Linked DNA regions of Macaca mulatta: region 2 is linked to region 1. A link is a contact called in public Hi-C data. All regions are on one chromosome and are shown on one strand. Each heading gives the region's core, a stretch centred on a gene start, on an enhancer-like site or on the middle of the called end of the contact. The rest is flanking DNA. Distances are from core to core; before and after follow the strand shown.

What was found. Hi-C and Micro-C count contacts between places; a contact is called where the count stands out from the background.
Region 2: a contact with region 1 is called in a Hi-C map of fetal cortex germinal zone, with 2.3 times the contacts expected there. The contact joins the enhancer-like site here to the promoter of TNR in region 1. A contact is called at or near these places in 2 of 14 Hi-C or Micro-C datasets (fetal cortex germinal zone and fetal cortical plate).

What each region holds. Positions count from the first base shown.
Region 1 is chr1:33,193,658-33,197,107 of T2T-MMU8v2.0, forward strand. TNR (tenascin R) reads right to left here and starts at 1,896. Exons shown (of 23, transcript NM_001261001.1): 1 at 1,535-1,896.
Region 2 is chr1:33,348,506-33,351,955 of T2T-MMU8v2.0, forward strand. No RefSeq gene overlaps it. Among named protein-coding and RNA genes, the nearest start is that of TNR, 150 kb to the left of the region's middle. Within about 2 kb of position 1,851, at least 18 of the 40 cell types and tissues checked have an H3K27ac peak or open chromatin away from gene starts, as enhancers often do. A contact at or near this core is called in fetal cortex germinal zone and fetal cortical plate, where this site is marked.

The DNA of each region.
Region 1 (3,450 bases), core at 646-3,145:
AAAAGAAAAGTGGTGCCATTTCACTCAGAACTATGTCTCTCACCCAGAAGGCTCCCAGCCAGAGGTGGAGAGCATTTTCTTCATCTTGGAGAAGGGGCTCATGGTGCTGAATTAAAAATAAGACAAAGAATCACCATTCTAGGGTTCATTTGGGGTTGGAAAGAGTGAAACCACCCCACCCTGCATATGTATCTCCCCTGTCTCAACACACTTGAAGAAAGTGACCAGAACCATAAATAGTTAGGGGTCAAATCAAGGGAAAACTTGCTCCTACAACAAGCCACATCTCTTTCAAGTTCCCTGTAGGATGCTGGCTCCACGGAGACTTGAATGATTGAAGGAAATCCTCAGCACCACTTGTTGAATGACTCAACCAGGTAGGCGTGGCCAGGACTGAATGGGGCAGGGGCAGGCATATACTGTCTCCAAGACAATACCAAAGCAGATGCAGGAAATTGACTGAACATACTTCAGAGAGGCAGAAAGCAGGAGAGATAGAGTAATACCTTGCAAAAAAGTAGTAGCAGTGAAGAATGAAGTAATAATGAGCTACTGTTTGCAGAGCCTCTCAGTGCTGAAGGAGAACAGAGTACCTCTTGAAGCCCTCCTGAGTCTGGGACAAGTCTAAGTTTGTTTCTGCTTGCCCTAGACATATAGAGACAAACCTTTCTTCTTAGTTGTTTTTCACTACCAGATGCCCCAGAAAACAGGGCAGAACAGATTTTGTCCTCTTTCCAACCACCCATAGCCAAGGATGACAGAAAAGTGGAGGGTACCTCCTGCCTCCTTGCAAATATAATATAACCCACATCAGCCAATCTCTGCAAAGCTCAAGACACTAGCACTTTCCTACAACCATAAAGTCAGAAGGGACCTCAGCCCCCCAAAGCCGCCCCAGCCTGAGCTTCACCTGTTGCACCTGCCCACTTGCCATGGGTTCACACCAGGAGAGAAAGTAAAAGGTCAGGTTGCTCTCTCTACACAGCAAGAGCCCAGAGAATCCTAGGAAACTGACATTTTACAAACCACCTCTTTAAAGCTCTTTCAGAGGTGCATAACTTTTAGCTCTACCTCCACTCCCAACCCCCCAGGCTTCCTTTGCAACTCTTTCCCACCATGGATGGCTTGTCGGGAGAGAGTTAAAGAAGGTGCACGACTAATTCCCCAAACCCTCTCGCTTATCTACAGACAAAAAGAACAGCCCTACATGGAGACACGCAGAAACCACCGACAATTTAGCTCAGACCTCACCTGTCTTATGCAACAGTACACACACACATACACACACACACAAACACACACCCGCAAGGCCAGAGCCCACATCCCCCTTTAATTCGGTAAGCATAGTTTTGCGCCTTTCTTTTCCCTACGCAGTACCCGACTCTACTGGCAGCAGAGAAATAGATGTAACCTTAGTGCCAAATGCCTTGCAGGAACACACAGACACCCAGGAACCAAAATGCATCTCATAGCTCTCCTTGGTGCTGAAATCACGTTAGCGAGAAAATCAAAGGAGCGAGTGCTCCGGACTTACCCAGGCTGGGGGTGGGCGGCCGGGGAGCGAGAGGAGCTTCCTGGGAAGAAAATTCTTGTCTGCTCAGGTTGAAGCCAGCTGATGCGCTCACCTAGAGAGCCCACCTCTTTCCCTTCTCTTCCGTTCCTCCTTTTCTAGGAGGAAGAGACAAGGCTTCACGAAAGAAATGAAACCCAAGCTGTCAGGGCTACGGGTGGAAGGAGAATGAGGAGGTAACCAAAATAAGATCAAAAAGTCAGGTGGCTTCACTCCACTAGTGGTAATTCCTTGGGTCAGAGAGGACCCCCTTCTCTCACTCTCCCTGGGTCTGCCCCTGTCTCCTCTGCGTGTTGAGCCAACAGCCTTAGCACAGTCGGTTCCTGCCTCTGACGTGAAAGAGAGGAGGAAGCCTGGGACTGCTTTGCTGTCTCTCTCTCTCTCTCTCTCTCTCTCTCTCTCTCTCTCTCTCTCTCTCACGCGCTCTCTCTTTTCCCCTCTTGCTGAAATTTCAGCAGCATGATTTTTTTTAAGCCTCCGTTTTTTCCATCCCCCTACAAGCAGCCCCCTAGTGGACAGAAAAGAAAAGCATCCTAAATCCTCTTAAACAGTCCAGATTCAGGCTCAGGAATACTCCCCGCACCCAACTCTTGGGGCTGCCTCTGCATAGCCAGGGTCCTGAAGAAGACAGAGGATTCCCTCTGACCAACCCAGAGAGGAAGAGAAAGGGGAAGGATGGAAGCTTTTGCAGATCCTTTGCCCATGATTGTAGGAGAAATCCAGGGTGGAATGGGATGGGCGAGTGGTTGGGATAGAATGTTTTGGAATAAGGTCAGTTGTGGAGTTCTCAAGTGGTTTGAGGTCCTCGCTCAGCAGAAGAAACCCTCCAAAAAGTCAGGGTCTGCAGCCAAGTGAAGTATGTATATACGTAGCACGACCTAGGCATGGGAATGCCTAAAGAGGCAGAGAATACAGGCAGCTGGCCCTTCATCCAATTCTACAATATAGCTTTTTTTAAAGCTAGCAAGAAAACTATCCGAAAAGATATGGCCTGAGATCATCTCAGAGGTAGAGACAGAAGTGACCTTGATGCACATTTATGGAGAACCTTGGCAGAGAAGGAACATCAAGGGGTCACTGCTCACAGGCTCATAAGGGATATCTAACATTCGCTTTTAAATGTACAGGCACACAGCCTCCCGGAAAGAGTCCTAATACTTACATCTAAAAACCTGAGTCCTAGTTTCAGTCTTCCACTTGCTTACTGGACATTTTGCTTCTCTATGGCTCAATTTTACTGTTTGTAAAATGTGGATAATGCTGCCCCCTCCCTACTGAATGGAATGCTGAGGGATTGGAATGATATAGAGACATAGAACCTCAGGATCGGCAGGGAGTTTAAAGGTAATCATATCCAAACACTCTTCTTATATTTGATTCACCCCTGGCAAATAACAATAGAGTGTTTATAACAGGTGCTAGGCACTGTTATAAGCCCTTACATGTATTAGCTCATTTAAGCCATACAATAACTCTATAATGCAGAGGCTATTATTGCTATTCTATAGACTAAGAAACTGAGTCACAGAGGAATGAAATAACTTTCCCAAGATCACACAGCTAGTGAATGTCAGGGATGGGAATGGAACCTGATCCATCTGACCCTGGAGCTTCCTCTTTGAATTACCATGTACTATAAATATACACTTCAGAAGTGGCATTTGAAGTAAATAGAACATAGCACCATAGTTATCATTGCTTTTATTTATGACAAAGTGCCTAAATTGTTATAATAAATTTATATGTGGCTGAGTTTTTAAAATAAAATATTTACCACTAGGGGTGCCAAACAAACTGTGGAAATTGCTATTACTGATGAGAATCTCCTAAGAAAATTAATTCTTTTGGTGATTTGGGTAATTTCACACGTACAAAACTGG
Region 2 (3,450 bases), core at 601-3,100, 150 kb after region 1:
GTTGGAGAAATACAAAATCAGTAAGGTTTGCTACAAAATCACTGTGTATTTGAGCCCCTGCAAAATAAGCCTCAATGTAATGAGGCTTATTTTGCAGGGGCTCAAATACACAGTGAGCCAGATTACATTTCCTGGAATGTAAGAGAGTGGCATAAGCAGAAACTTAGCAGTGCCCCAGACCTGAGCCTGAATCCCTCTCTGTCCTGTAAATGCTGTGTAATCTTGGATAACTTGCTTAACTTTTCTGAGCCTCAGTTTTCTCATCTGTAACGTGAACTGGTATATGGATATCTCATAGGGTTGCTTTCAGAATTGCCTAGGATAAGTTACATCAAATGCCCAATCTAAGGTTGGTCCATGGTAACCTAGCTCCGTAAATGGTGGTGGTCTAACAGATAACAGCTAAAATAGCGTTTTGTTTTGCAGCCCCTCATGGACAGTGCCATAAAGCCAGTGTTAGCCTATCTATGCCCCAAGTGGCAGGGATATAGTATGGTTATATCTAGTGCAAGGGCTAGAAGATAAAACAAAATGGTGGACAAGCATGCCAGGCCCATGGGGATGGGAACAGCTCATGGAGAGGAACAATGGCATGTCAGGGTGACTGCAGCATGCTGGTGGAAGACACAGACTTGAACCAAGGCCACAGGATGTGGTACTCTGCAGCCATTATGATGGAATCAGGAAGACTATGCAGAGATGTGGCGAAATGGTATTTTATGAAAATGGCAGAATATGTAACAGTATACATACTCCAGTAGCAACTGAATAAATATGTCAAGGTAAATTTTTTTGAGACAGAGTCTCACTCTATCTCCCAGGCTGGAGTGCGTGGGTACCATCTTGGCTCACTACAACCTCTGTCTCCTGGGTTCAAGTGATTCTCGTGGCTCAGCCTCCCAAGTAGCTGGGATTACAGGCGCACACCACCGCACCCAGCTAATTTTTGTGTTTTTAGTACAATAAAGATGAGACTCCCTGTGTTAGCCAGGCTGGTCTCCAATTCCTGGTCTCAGGTGATCTGCCCACCTTGGCCTCCGTAAGTGCTGGGTTTACAGGCATGCGCCACCATGCCAGGTCGATTTTTTTTTTTTTTTAAGTAAGAACACTTGTGGAATTGGGCTAGTGTGAGAGTGAGGAGAGGACTATTCTGCGCTTAACTTTCCCTGTAGTATGATCGGCTCTTACACCTACATAGGTCCTCCCCGAAAGGCAGCAGCTTCTCAGGGAGAAAGGGGGCTCTGTGCCTCTTCTCCCCATCAGATGTCTTGGAGGGTAAGGCTCCAGCGTGGCTGTGTATTTACAGAGGCGTCAACAGACACGTCCGGCGAAAAAGCACCGGGTGGGTCGTCCAGGAGCCTTGTGCCGCCAGGAGGAAAGCCGCACCGAGGGCAGCAGGTGGGGAGAGGTGACCCACGCTGGGCCTGGCAGGGGAAGGCAGGGGAAGGCAGGCACAGCACTGCACTACGGGAGGATGTGGGTCAGAGGACAGCAGCGGGAGGCGAGCCTTTGGCTCAGTGGAAGAAAGAACTATCAGGCATTCTGAACAACCCACAGCAAGGAGTGTTCCAACTGCGGCTGGGTGAGCTGTGGTCAGAGGCTGGACCTGAGGAGGCGAGCGAGGACGCCGGAAGTGGGTAGAAGGTACGTTTGGATCAGTGCTTCCCAAACCCGACTGCCCATCACAATCGACTGGAGGTGCCTGTGAAAATACAGATTCCCAGGGCTCTGTCCCAGACCCACTGAACCTCCCGCGCTGGTACCAGAAGCTGCCGTTAGGGAACCTCCTGGGGATTCTCCGGAGGCCGACGATTGGGCTAGCCCTGGGAAGTGCAGGCTGACACTGCCCCTAGTGGCCTTTGGAGATACTATGCTAGACTCAGAGCCTTTGTGGGGAGCGGGGAGGCTGTGCAGGCATGGGGCAGCTTGGGGCACAGGGCTCAGACTTAGCGCTCTCACATGAAGCCCCTGCCACTCTCTCCCAGCCCCCTCCTCCCCCAGGGAGGCTCTGATGGCTGCCGAGAAGTAAATCGAGCAGAACCCCTCCCAGCTACTCCCTGAGGAGCAGTCTGATGCCTGCGCATCCTCCTGCCTCACAGGGGCCTGAGCGGGTCAGGCTGGAGCACAGTGAAGTCCAATGAACAAATCTCCATAATGAAGGTGTACAGGGAGTCCAGATTTCAGGTGACAAACCAAATATCACATTTCTTTTCTTTTTTTCCTTTAAATTGACTCAAATACAAGTATGAGTCTTCATCCCCTCTAGCTTGAGATAAATTTGCCCTCAGTCACCATAAAATCTCTCACCCGAGATCTAATGCAAGCCGAGGCTTCAAAGAAGACCTCCTGGTGGTTCCGAAGTTAAACTCACCGCCCCTCGGCTTCTCACAGTGAAACAGAAGCGGCTACTCTAAGGATGAATGAATTCCTGTAAGGCGTTTACCACAGTGCCAGGCACGAAGCACTCAATTACCGTTGTTGTTGATCTGTCTATACTGTCTAGTATTGAGACACCTATTATCATGCCCACGATGTTCTTCCAGGCCCACACAACTCCTAGGGCTTGGAACTTTCAGAAAGTAGCCAGAAGTCTCCTCTAAGCTCTGGCTTCTCCCCCATTTGCTTTCACCAGATAGTTCCCAGATCCTCACTCTGTCCCAACCCATTCTGGGGAAACATCACTCTCTCTCTCTCTCTCTCTCTCTGTCTCATTACTCTCAATGGCATTTGGCATAAGCTCTTCAATGTGTGTAGTCCTGCACCAAGGCATGGAGAACAGCTGCCTTTGAGCGACTTCCAAGGCTGGCCAGACTGAAATGGGAGATGGGGAAAATATAGGGAGAATCAATGCCTATTTCAGTGAATGGAGCTGGGATTCAAATCCAGGCATCCTGACCACAGAACCGTGAGTATCCCCACCTACACACACCCTGTGTAACTCACAGAGCCTGCCAATGTGGGAAGGGCTGCTGGCACTGAGCACGGCCCCTCCCAGGCCTACTCCACTTTAAAGGAGGCTCAAGTGGACAAATTCCTTAGCTCTGAGGAATAGCTCTCTCATGAAGTCTGCAGACCTCGGGGAAGCTGGCTAACAAATGTTGAGGAACGGAGCCTCTTGATGTCCCTCCAATCACACTCCGCAGGCTTCAGATCCACTATAACCTCGTTCATTCCTTCCTTCATTCATTCAATCAGTCAAGTCAACACGGTTTCTTCTCAGTGCCTGTTGGGGTCATGCAATGCTGCACAGACACCGTGAAGAGCCCTGGCAAAGTCTGAAGTCACAGAAGGCATGACTTGGAGGCTCCAGGATGGGCCAGTGGTTTTAATCCCTGGCTTCTGTCCTGCCCCTTCACTTTGGTAGGCTGACTTTACCAGGTCAGAGGGCAATGCCTTGAAGAAACCCTCCCAGCAGGGTTACCAGAGTAAATATAGGACACCTGGTTAAAT